2 separate regions of the Mus musculus genome follow, and region 1 is linked to region 2. Evidence: chromatin contacts called from public HiChIP or PLAC-seq data. All regions are on one chromosome and are shown on one strand. Each heading gives the region's core, a stretch centred on a gene start, on an enhancer-like site or on the middle of the called end of the contact. The rest is flanking DNA. Distances are from core to core; before and after follow the strand shown. Region 1 holds the start of Snx20 (sorting nexin 20). Region 2 holds the start of Adcy7 (adenylate cyclase 7).

What was found. HiChIP or PLAC-seq counts read pairs in DNA pulled down with a chosen protein or histone mark.
Region 1: a contact with region 2 is called in an H3K27ac HiChIP or PLAC-seq map of microglia, with 8 times the contacts expected there. The contact joins the promoter of Snx20 here to the promoter of Adcy7 in region 2. A contact is called at or near these places in 2 of 39 promoter capture datasets (the C10 cell line and pre-B cells), 1 of 15 datasets of contacts at CTCF or cohesin (stem cell-derived epiblast-like cells), 1 of 484 Hi-C or Micro-C datasets (embryonic stem cells), 6 of 115 datasets of contacts at active chromatin or transcription factors (bone marrow-derived dendritic cells, embryonic stem cells, large pre-B cells and 2 more) and 4 of 9 other capture datasets (adipose tissue, liver, macrophages and 1 more).

What each region holds. Positions count from the first base shown.
Region 1 is chr8:88,633,452-88,639,204 of GRCm38.p6, forward strand. It overlaps Snx20 (sorting nexin 20), which reads right to left and starts at 2,677. Exons shown (of 4, transcript NM_027840.3): 1 at 2,535-2,677.
Region 2 is chr8:88,290,324-88,296,044 of GRCm38.p6, forward strand. Adcy7 (adenylate cyclase 7) reads left to right here and starts at 3,881. Exons shown (of 28, transcript NM_001037724.4): 1 at 3,881-3,939; 2 at 4,704-4,811; 3 at 5,249-5,356.

The DNA of each region.
Region 1 (5,753 bases), core at 1,427-3,926, 340 kb after region 2:
TTTCCTCCAAGCCTTTGGCATGGTACTATCCACATTCAGGGTGGGTCTTCCCCTTAACTTAGTCATCTGCGGAAACAGCGCACAGACGCACACAGAGGTCGACTTCTCTCGGCTCCCAGGGTATTGTAAGTCCAGTTAAGTTGGCAAGATTAAGCATCATAGCACAGGAACCAAGAGGAAGTGCAATGATGTCATCACATCCTCTCTTTGAGTTAGTCTGGCCTAGGGGAGGCTTTAGCCTGTGCCTCAGGGGCTGTTCTTCATATGGCAGGTGGAAGGGACTATTTTCTGAGTGGCATCTAATCAGCGGTTCATTAAGTATCATCAGAAACCCTCCATCAGGCCTCACAGTGACAGGAGGTGGGTAAACTGAGGCACAGAACAGGGTCCCGGCTGGACCAGTGCTGTATATGCTTGGGTACTCAATAGCTTGTGTGACCTGCTAACCTCTCAGCCTCGTGGAGGAGTCAGGAGGCATGACCCCCATTCTGACTGATTGCAGCCCCTGGGCACGTCATTTATTATCTTCTGTTTTCCATCTCTCCCTTTCCTTTTTTGGGAAGGGTGGCTATAAGCCTTATCACACTGTTAAGTGTTGATGGGATGGGTCCCTCATGTTCTGCTAAGTTCTCAACCTCCCAATGCTGTGACCCTTTGATACAATACCTCAAGTCGTGGTGACTCCCCAACCCTAAAATTATTTTGATGTTACTTCACAACTGTCATTTTGCTACTGTTAGGAATTCTAATATAAATATCTGATATTTAGGATATCTGACTGTGACCCCTATGGGGGGGGGTCACAACCCATAGGTTGAGAACCACTGTGCTAAGTGCTAAAGCAAGATAGTAGGTAGTCCATAGGCTGTCATATTTAACAGGGGGTTTTATTTGTTTGCTTGCTTTTGTTTTTTGAGATAGTGCTTCACTATGTAGCCCAAGCTGCCCGGAAGTCATAATCTTCCTGTCTTTGCCTCCCTAGGGCTGGGACTACAGGTATGCCAAGGGGGCCTATTTTACCGAATGGAGATGTAGTGTTTCCTATGGGCACTCTGTACTCTCCCTATGATTTTGTCTGTGAAGTGAGTGGTGGCTTGTGGAACTGGCCCTAGTGGTCCAGGCCTTTCCAGATCTGCAGGGAACTTCTTCCATGGGGCTTCGGAAGACCGCAGAAATGTGCCCGTGCTGCGTGCTCTGGTAAACCATTCAAAAACTGGCATGAAACCGAGGCTTAGAATAAAACTCAAAGCCACAACCAAAGCTGTTCCTGTCCTCTTACAGGACAGGCTGGGAGTGACCCATTTAAAGACAAGTAGATAAAGATGATATGTTGACAGTTTCCCAAACACATCCAAGCCTCAGTTTCCCCCTGTGGGCAATTGATCCTTTTGCTAAGCTCCTTGGTTTTTTGTTTTTTTAGTTTTTTGAGACAGAGTTTCTCTGTATAGCCCTGGCTGTCCTGGAACTCACTCTGTAGACCAGGCTGGCCTCGAACTCAGAAATCTGCCTGCCTCTGCCTCCCAAGTGCTGGGATCAAAGGCCTGCGCCACTACGCCCAGCTGCTAAGCTCCTTGGGGACAGAGGGTTCTGAGGGCTGCCTTATCACTCCACACCCTCAGTGGGAAAGATTTCTAGCCATCAGAACAAAGCACTGCAGATGTTGGGACTGGACTTGGCCCAGAGGACAGAGCAGAGTCGCAGGCTCCCACCCCTCCACCCCTTACTATCTTCTGTGCATGACAATCTTCATTTTCCGGGAGCCTTGGCTCTTGTTCCCCACTTCAAGGGGCCCTGCCCTCTTCAGTCCTCCTCCTTCATACACAGGGCCACTTGTAGAGCCGAGGCCACCTTTCTCGGGGGCAGGGGGAAGGTTGTGGGGGGTGGCTAATGAAAATCTGGTAGAATATAGTAAAAGCCCTTGCCCATAAGACAGAAGAACTGAGAGGCACCCATTCAAAGAGGAGGAGGAAGGAAGGAAAGGAAGGACAGGGAGCGGCAGCCCTGGCTGCGGGAGTTTGAGTTTAAGTCTCCTTTCTTTGTAGGGCAGCCTCCTCAGGTCTCCATTGAAGGGCCAGCCAAGGCTCCACCTGCCCTGAGCACCATGGGACCCCTGGGTGCTTCTCTGTGGAGCTTGCCGCTGGAAGCGCTCTCAGTTGGGTGTGCACATCAGAATCCCCACTGGGACTGGGGAGAGGAAGTGTTAGGAGCTCTAAGGCAAGCAGGCTGCCTACCCCACAACACCCAGACAGAGCTGGGGTGGGCTCCGGATTCTTACTCGGCTACAGGGTCCACCCTTTGAGAAATACAAGCCTGGACTTGTTCCCAGGAACAGGACCAGTGCCTGGCATTGCAAAAGGAGTCAGGCTTAGAGGTTGGAGGTGGGTTTGGCCCCAGTTTCTAAGGACAGCCCATACTCTCACCACCCTTGGTCCCTCCTAACCAGTACCCAGGGAGTTCCTAGAGGGCCTCTCAAGGACATCACTGGGTCTCAGGGCGCAGAAGCCAGCTACGCTTGGGGTCAAACACTGACTGACCTGGGATCTTCAGGCTTTGTGGGTTCGGGGTCCAGGAGAGTCACATGCCCCAGTCCGATCTCTTTTTGCAAGGTCCAACTAGATGGCTGAATGTCTGCCGCAATCCTGAGTTCTCCTTTTGAAAACAGGAAATGGGCTGAGTGATCTCCTTCAGGGGCCCCAGCTTATTGGTTGCTGAAAGATGTACATTGAACCTCCTAGACAAATATCTGCAGTACATCATACAGGCCACGTGGGTCAAGGCCACCAACAGGAGGACAGTTTAACTTCACAGCAGCTTTAAGCAGCTTGATACGTATTAGACACCCGAACGATAGCTGGCATTTGGAGAATTCATTTCAAAGTCCTTTGTTTTAGTCCTTTTCTGTGGCAATGACAGAAGACGATAAACTGAAGGAAAAAAAATCACACACACGAAAGTTTATTTAGTTTATAGCTCTGGATCCGGAACATGCAAGAGCACACTGGTAGTGTCTGTGAGGGCTGTCCTGCCGCATGTGACATGCCATGGTAGGAGGTGGACAGACAAGAGAAAGCTTACCTTATGCACCCCAGTTTCACAGTTACAGCATAAATCCCTTTATGAAGACTGTCCTTATGACAGTCAACTCTCAGAAGACCCTACCTCCCAAACCCATTATGTTAGGGATCTCAGTCTAACATGAGGATTTGGGGATACATTCTTTTAATAGTTATTATCCTAGCTATGAGCTAGGCATAATGGGGCCCTTCGTGTTCTGTTGACAAGCTGGAGAACTGAGGTTTGGTGCATGGAGCTGGTGGGATGCGGAGCCAGTGCCTGACACAGAAAGGTCATGGGATAGGCTAGGGTACGGCCCAGGTGGACATCTTGCACTCCCCTGGCTGTGAATGAGCCAGGCTGTACCTTCTCTACCCTTGGCATGGCTAATACTTCTTGAAGCCATTCTACAGTGTGGGCAGGGGTGTCACCTCATAGCTTACAACACTGGGTCCCACAAAGGATAATTATGGTAGACATTTTACAGGCTTATTTCCCACCCATCTCTTCTCCGTTGGAGTCCATTGCCTTCTTTGTCTTTTATCGAATTGCGTTAATGGCTGAAGATAGGCCGAGAGGGTTCCTTTGGGTACATGTGCTTCTTAATCTCTTTTTCCTCCCGAGGCTCACATTTGCACTGAAAGGATCTTGTGATGAATAGATGCTGTCTACCATGCTCAACTAAATCAATCTTGCTTTTCACTGTCACAGAGGTTTCGCCCTCATTTGCATCTGCTTCAACCCCACAGGCCCTCAGGAAGCTTATGATGAGTCAAGGTGTACAGAACACTTAATGGTGTCATGCTGAGCGTGTGAGGCTGGCAACTGAGGGCATACTAAAATCCTCATCGTTTGCCTTTCTGCTCAGGACTCTGTACAACATCCTGCCTCTCTGCACCACCATCACTATCATACCAAGAACACACATATCCATAAGAATTTGGTTTTGGCAAGAGCTTGAGAGAACTACTGTGCATGGCGTGCCTCTGGCTAGCCAGTCCCAGCTGCAAGGGCCGGATCTCATTTGCCTCTGCCTCGTGTTGCCTGGCAGAGGGCCTAGTGTGGTAAAGAGACAAGAGGTTGCAGAGAGGTGTGTGCCTCTGCCCCTCCTCTTCCTACCGTGCATCTTTCCAGCTCCTTGCCCTGTCTCTGCCCAGGCTTGAAATCTGTGAGATGCCACAGCAGGCTCTACATTCTTCTCCAAACCCTGTGAGCTCATCACAGCAGTTAGCAGCCACAGGGGAATAGTGTGACAGTCACTGCTTCCTCTTTTGGGGCAGGGGCCCAGTTTTTGGAAACCACCTGACATGGAGGTGTGCCCAGATTTTGTTGGAGGAACACAACTGGGCCAGTGTGACCAGGAGACTTTGTCATCTGCTGGGTGCTGGCTTTTCTCTGAAGCCCAGAAGCGGATGGGAGAGGGGTACAGGCAAGGGCTATGTCTTGTCCACTTGGGCTGCCATAACAAAATGCCCTATGCCATGTGGTTTAAACAACCAAGCTTGTGTCTTAAAGTTCTGGGGGCTGGGATATTCAAGATCATGGTGATGGCAGATCCAGTGTTTGGTGAGAGCCTGCTTCCTGGTTTGTTAATGGCTATCTCTTTGTTGTAATGGCCCACAATTAGCAGAGGGCTAGAGGGTTCTCAGGGGTCTCCTTTTTAAGGGACATAGTCCCATAAGGGCTTCACATCATGATCTAGTCACTTCCTAAGGTTCTGCCTGTCAGGGCCATCACATTGTATGTTAGGACTTTCATGCCAAGGTCTGAGAGGGCATATTCATTCTGTAACAAAGAAGATCATGGTGGGCCAGGACAGAGCAGTGGGCATCCCTGTTCACAACAGTGGCAATACCAAGGCCAAATGAGGAAAGGTGGGCACCATGGAGTCAAGAAGGGGAGAGTCTGCCATCTTGAGTCAGATGCCCTCTCTGGATTCCAAAGTCAGAGAGCATCTCTCCTGCTCTGATCCATTGGTAATGTCCCATCACATTTAGAGGCAACCTGAACTTCACCCTCTCCTGCCCCTCCTGACTTCACTGTTCCCCTCCCAGCATCCTTTGCTGCCCTTAGCACAGCCACGGTGAAGCACACTGGAGCACAGTAGGCATGGTGGGCATGGTGGGCATGGTGGGCATGGTGGAGGTGCGAAGACTTGCCTGCCCAGGAGTTCCCTCTCTGGAAATTCCCTTCTTTAGGGTCTTTCCACATGGGGTTTTCTTTCCCCTGGCTTGTAGCTTCCTGTCTGTCTTTGGATTGCTTCTCCAGGCAGCCTGCCCTTGACTTCATGCCATCTACCACGGATGGCATGCCTGTTTGCTTATTGTCTTAAACACCACAATGGCAGGAAGCTGTGTTCATATGGGTAGCCTGTCCCAGCACTCAGCCCAATACCCACACTTAGAGGGTGCTCTGAGGATCACTGCTGTGTGACTGCACAGGTGAGATGATGCAGAAAATGAATGGAGCCGCGGCTCCAGTTCAGGTCTGACTCAGTGTACCCCTGGGCAGGCCACCGCCCTTCTGACTGGCAAGATTAAATCAGTCCTTCTTATGTGCAAGGACTCTGCATTGAGTAATAATCCAGAGTAATAATCCAGAGATTGAGTAATAATGCACCAGAAATGACTGCTTACTCAATCCCCAATGCCTTAAAAGGAATGAATGAATAACTGCTTACCAATCTCAGCTATTGAGCA
Region 2 (5,721 bases), core at 2,631-5,130:
CCCAGGGCATAAACCATTTATTGTTGCTTGGGAGATCTCAGCCTTTAGGCGAATAAACACATTTAAGAATTAAGTATTTAACGTTTGAGTGACTTTGGGGGACAGAAAATAAAATGTAGAAAGATACTGAATCTGGCATGAGATGTGTTATTGTCTTGGAGAGCAGAGACCGCAGTGGTGAGGGCTGAGTTTCAGAGGAAGTCTGAAACCCAGCACGCTGCAGGAAGTTCAGCTTTGAGGTCTTTTCATCTCTGTGGAGTGCTGTGTGCTCTGGAGCTCCCTGTACCAGGGGTCTGCATGAGGAGGGAAGGCGGAAGGTTGTGTTGGAAGGAGGAAACGCCACACTATGAGAGTTGGAAGCGGCTTTGAAAGGTCTCCATGTTAGGACTTGGCCCTGGGGCTCTAGGGAATGGAGGTGGACGTGGTAAGGGGAAGACAGCGGTGACAGACAAAGGCCTCTCTGGGAAGGAAGACAGAGGCCAGCTTGATGCTGTCTGAAGGACATGTGAACACCCTCACCCTCTTTGCCCACATGGTCAAAGCCATTCACTGCCCAGTTTACAGAAGAATCCGAGGATGGGGTGTGTGTACTCCTGGATCGAGTCTCCCCTCCTCCCATCCACTACCTAAGGGTAGTGGGCCACCATGCTGGAGGGTAGGGGTGGGGTCAGGACACCCAGTCCTTTCTGGTAAGGTACAGGGTCAAAGGAGAGAACTGTTGTGGACGTGTGGGGGCACTAACAGTGGTGAGCTTCCTTGAAGAGAGGTGCCTGCGCATAGTGTGACTGCTATCTTTGGACTCACTGTGAGATGGCTGGGTGACATGGGACTTTCCATATATATGCCTGACCATCTGATGTTGGTCCCTAGTGCTGGTGTTATAGCATAGGGTTCCCATTTGCCTTGGGTGGGAGATAGGCAATGAAGGTAGGCAGAGCCAGTGGGTAATTCTGGGACAGTCCATGTCCCTTGTTGGTCTCTTTTGTTCCTCCGGTTTCTCATCTGTAAGATGGAGCTGATGGCGCCCCGGAGGTAAATATGAGGTTCTGATACACACTCTGACGGTCAGCTTGTATAGCATCATCTTCCACTGTAGCTTGGGGGAGGGATGGTCCATGGGCTCTGCTCTTGTCCTTTGACCTTCTGCCCTGACGCCCTGGGGAGGGGAATGTGTGCCACAGCATTTCTGGCTAGCCACAGGCATCCGGCTCAACCCGCTGCTGCTCAGGGTTTCAGCATCGCGTCGTGGCTGGCCTTCACCAGTCTTGGTTCAGACCCACCCTGGCTGATGGGTCTGTTGTCCCTCGAGTCCTCTGCTAGGTGGACATGCTGGTGGGTTGAATGGGCAGCAGCCTGGTCACTGTTCTATTTCCCTAGCTGGCCTTCTTCAGGGATACTTAGAACAGAGCTTTCTTGCTGTCATCTGCTGTCTTTGCAGGATGTATGTAGTGTGGCCCCGGGTGTTGGTTTGGCCCAGGCCCTGTGCTCAGCACAGGATGGGGTGGCCAGCCTGGACCGAGTAGGAGGTTCACAGTATTGAGACTTCTAACAGTGTATGGTTAGTTTCTCCTCTGCAGAGGTCAGATGTGATCCCTGTCAGCCTCCCAGGTCTCCCTGTCTTCGTGTCCACTCTTAGCCAGCCCTCTGACTTGCTCACAGCACTGGCTTGGCACTCCCCTGCTGCTTGTCTGTGCAGTCTCTCTGCCCATCCATGCAGCCTCCATGCCGCACACACTACAGCACTTAACCTGGTTGGCATTCCTCTGAGGGGAGCCCTTTCAGGAGTCCTAGGCTCCACCAAGAGGGCAGCTCCATGTGTCTGCCTGTCTCTGTGGGCAACCTCCCGACATCTTTCTTATGCCCTCTCCTGTGTCCATCCCTGTCCCTCACCCCCACCCAGGGCTGGCCACTAAAAGGAATTCCCTGCCTCTTTGAAATCTCGGCTACTGTAGGCCATTTCTCAGCAGTGCTTTCTGAATCGCTAGGGCCACCTTCTTTGCTTTCTCCCTGGACATCAGCACCCAGCTGGTCCTTACAAAGTGGCCATGACAGAGGCCTGGCTCCTGGAAGGAAGGAGCTTATGCCCCCTTTACATAATGGCCGGCTGAGATCTGCGGAGCACAATTCTCTCTGAAGGGTCGGAAGGGTGCCAGTGATGGATGCTTCTAGAGCCTGGATTGTCATCTGGCCCTCAGTGCCCTATTGAGGCCCAGCTACCTACCTTGGAAGTGGCTTAGTCTCATGTCCTGGGGTCAGTTGACTTACGTCACTGATGACTTACATCAGCTCCCCAGGCTGAGCAGGGAGAAGCACAGGGCTCTGAAGCACAGGAGGGACAACCCAGGGCCACTGGGCTCTGCAGCGATCAGGCCAGCATGCATTTCCCCATGAGTGCTGTGGGATGGCACAGCCCTGACCACACGAGTATCTCTCCCTCAGCAAGGAGAATGTGGGCTCGGGACCCATCCGGTGGTCACGGGACCCATCCAGTGGACATGTCTGTCCCTCTCCTTTATTTATTTATTTATTTATTTATTTATTTATTTATTTATTTATTTATTTATTATTTAATTCACTTTACATCCTGATCACAGCCCACATCCTCTAGATCCAATCCCACCCTTACAAGTACCCCCCCATTGTCCCCCTCCCCTTCTCCTCAGAAAAGGGGAGCCCCCACTTGGGTACCACCATTTTCTAAGAATGTCACCTTGTCCTTTGGGCTTCAGTCTGTTCATTTCCATGGCAGGCTGGCCGGCCCTGCTATCAATCACAGGAGGCTGGGACAGGCAGCCCGCCCCTGCTCCCCACACCTATCTCCAGGACCCCATCTGGCTGGGAAGGAGGCTGGAGGTGATGCTCTCATGGGGCCCCAACTAATGGGAGGCAGCCTCTTTTGAAATACCAAATGCCCCAGGGAGATGCATGGGGATACCAAGGGGCTCTGGGGGGCAGAATGGGGCACGGCTGCATCCCTTTCCCTGCCAGGGGAGTCAGGGGGAAGAACTGCTTGGTGGTGGGCAGGGGTGGGCAGGCAGGAAGATGGATACCTCTGGGAAGAGCTTTCTGGTCCTTGTATGTCAAGGTTGCTTAGGCTGCAAACCTCATGCTTAGAGTAGGCTAGCATGACCCTTCGAGGTCATGGTGCTGCTGATGGTATGCTGCCTTTTGTATGAAGCCCCTAATAGTTAGGTACCACTACCAGTTCATTCTTTGTATCTGGAGGCTGAAGCCCAGAGAGGTTACTAAATGTGGCTAGGCCACACAGCACCTTCCAGGTGTCTGAGCTCAGAACTTGCACTCTGAACCTCTAGGCTCTCCTGTTTTTCCATTGTGAGCACAGGCGGCACCTTGTCCACCCTCCCATTTCCTTTCCTCATTTAGTAGTTGGTCACGTGGGTCCCCTGTCCCCACATGTGTTGCACAGGAACCCTGTGTTATTTTGCTTCTTGTGGCTTCAGCACCTTACCCTGGTGTAAGGCAGGAGTCCAGAGAGGAACTGGTGATGGGGCTGCGGTGGATCCCTTCGTTCTTTTAGCACTTGTAGACTTAGAGGGTGGCTTTATGGAGGTCAGATGGGATCCTCCACACTTGGGCCTGCCTACACTGCCCACTGGGTGCTGGCTCTATTGCAATGTGGCATAGGATCTGCACGCCTGCCCTGCAAGATGCTGAGCAGTGCTCAGCCTGTGAGGAGGTACCTTACACCCCCGCAGTAACAGGCTAGGGCAGCCCTGGGGAAGCCAGGTGGGAGGGACCAAGTGGTCTTCCTGGAGGAGTTGGCTAAGTGGATGTGCTATGAGGTGGGTGATGGGCAGCATTTTCAGGCCACTCAGACTCAATGATGAAAGGGCGGGGCTTATTTGGGGAAGCAAAATCAGTCAAAACCCACAGCCACCAGGAAGACCCAAGAAGTTGCCGAGAGAGTTTTGGGCTGGGGTAAGCGAGGGGTTTGGGGTTCTTGGTGTTCTGGCCAGGTACAAGGGTCCCTGGAAAATTGTCCTCAAGGGAGGCCAGGGTTTAAGGAGCAGGGCCTGCTGGGACAAAGGCTCCATGTGTGAACCTCTAGTGTCCAGTCTACAGCCTAAGCTCTGGAAGGCTGAAGTTTGGGGAGACCAAAGGAGGGTACCCATGCTTCACATAGCTATGGAAAGGGCCTCTGAGTCCAGGGCCGGTCTAACTTTGGAGGTGAGACAGTGGTTTAGGTGACACAGGGGTTGCTTTCCCTGAAGGCTTTTCCCTCTCAGGCCTGTCCCTCCCCCGTTACAGACAGGTCCTATTGACCTTATAGGGCTCTCAGGAAGCCTGGGAAGAGAGTCCTTCAGGACCTTGGGCTAGGGAGGCCTTTCTACAGCGAGTGCTTGCTGTGTGGGCTGTTGAGACTTCTGAGGTGGGTAGTAGCCTCAAGCTTGCTGTTGGGACAGAGGCCTTGCTGGACTCCCTAGGTGGCCTACTGGGTTCTGGTGGGGCAGGCTGCTCACTTCTACCTATCAGTCCTTTGCTGGAAAAGCAGGACAGCTCAGGAACCCTGGAGTGACCAGGCCAGGAGAGGGCGAGGAAATGCCTGGGCCGTTGGAGCTATGCAGAGGGAGGTGGAGCTGAACTGTTTTTTGAATTTTGTTCTCTGCCCAGTGTGGCCTGGAAACTGAGGCACATGGTCACACTCTGGCACTAGGAGTTATCTTCTTGCCTCCTTTCCCCAGGGAAGAAGATGTCTCTACCTGGAAGCTCCCAGGAGACAGCTGTGGAGCCCACGAGAGCCACAGGGCCTTGACCTCATCTCTTCCCACCATCCAAGAGGGCAAAGTCAGGTTGGTCCCTGTTAGGTCTCTCCACCCTGGTAGTGGGGCCCCTGACTGCCAGAAAGGGGGAGGTGTCACCATGGCTTGGGGAGACTTCCTGGGGGAGGAGTTCTAAGCTGGGTCTGGGAGACTCCAAAGCTAGCATTTCCTAAAGGAAGTTCATTATTGCAGTGCAGAGAGAGGCCCCTTAACCAGTAGCGGGTCTCCTGTAAGTCAGAGGTTCTCAACCTGTGGGTCACAACCTTTTTGGCAAGCCTCTACCTCTAAAAATATTTACATTATGATTCATAGCAGCAGCAGAATTACAGTTATGAAGTAGCAGTAAAAATAATTTTATGGTTGGGGGGTCACCATGACATGAGGAGCTGTATGTATTAAAGGGTCGCAGTGTTAGGAGGGTTGAGGCCCACAGCTGTTGAATGCTGACTTGTTCATATGTATTATAGGGGCTTTAAACGGGAGAGGAGAGACGACTCAGCACTCCTCGTGATAAGGCCCTGTGGATGTGTGGCTAGCTTGCTCTGTCCTGTGCGTCAAGGAATGCAGGTGCAAAGGTAAGAATGAGCCTGGGGTCTGGAGAGATGGCTCAGTGGTTAGGAACACTTGTTGGCTCTAGCAGAGGACCTGCATTTGGTTCCCAGCACCCACATGGTGGTTCACAACCATCTATAACTCCATTCTAGGAGATCTGACACCTGACCTATGAAGGCACCACATGCCATGGTACACATACATATATTCTCGGGCAAAACGCACACATAAAATAACATTAACTAGTTGGAGATAGAGAGATGGCTCAGGTGGTAAGGGGCACTGGCTGCTCTTCCAGAGGACCCAGATTCAATTCCCAGCAGCCACCTGGCATCTCACAACCATCTGTAGGTCAAGTTCTAGAATATCAGGTGCCCTTTCCTGGCCT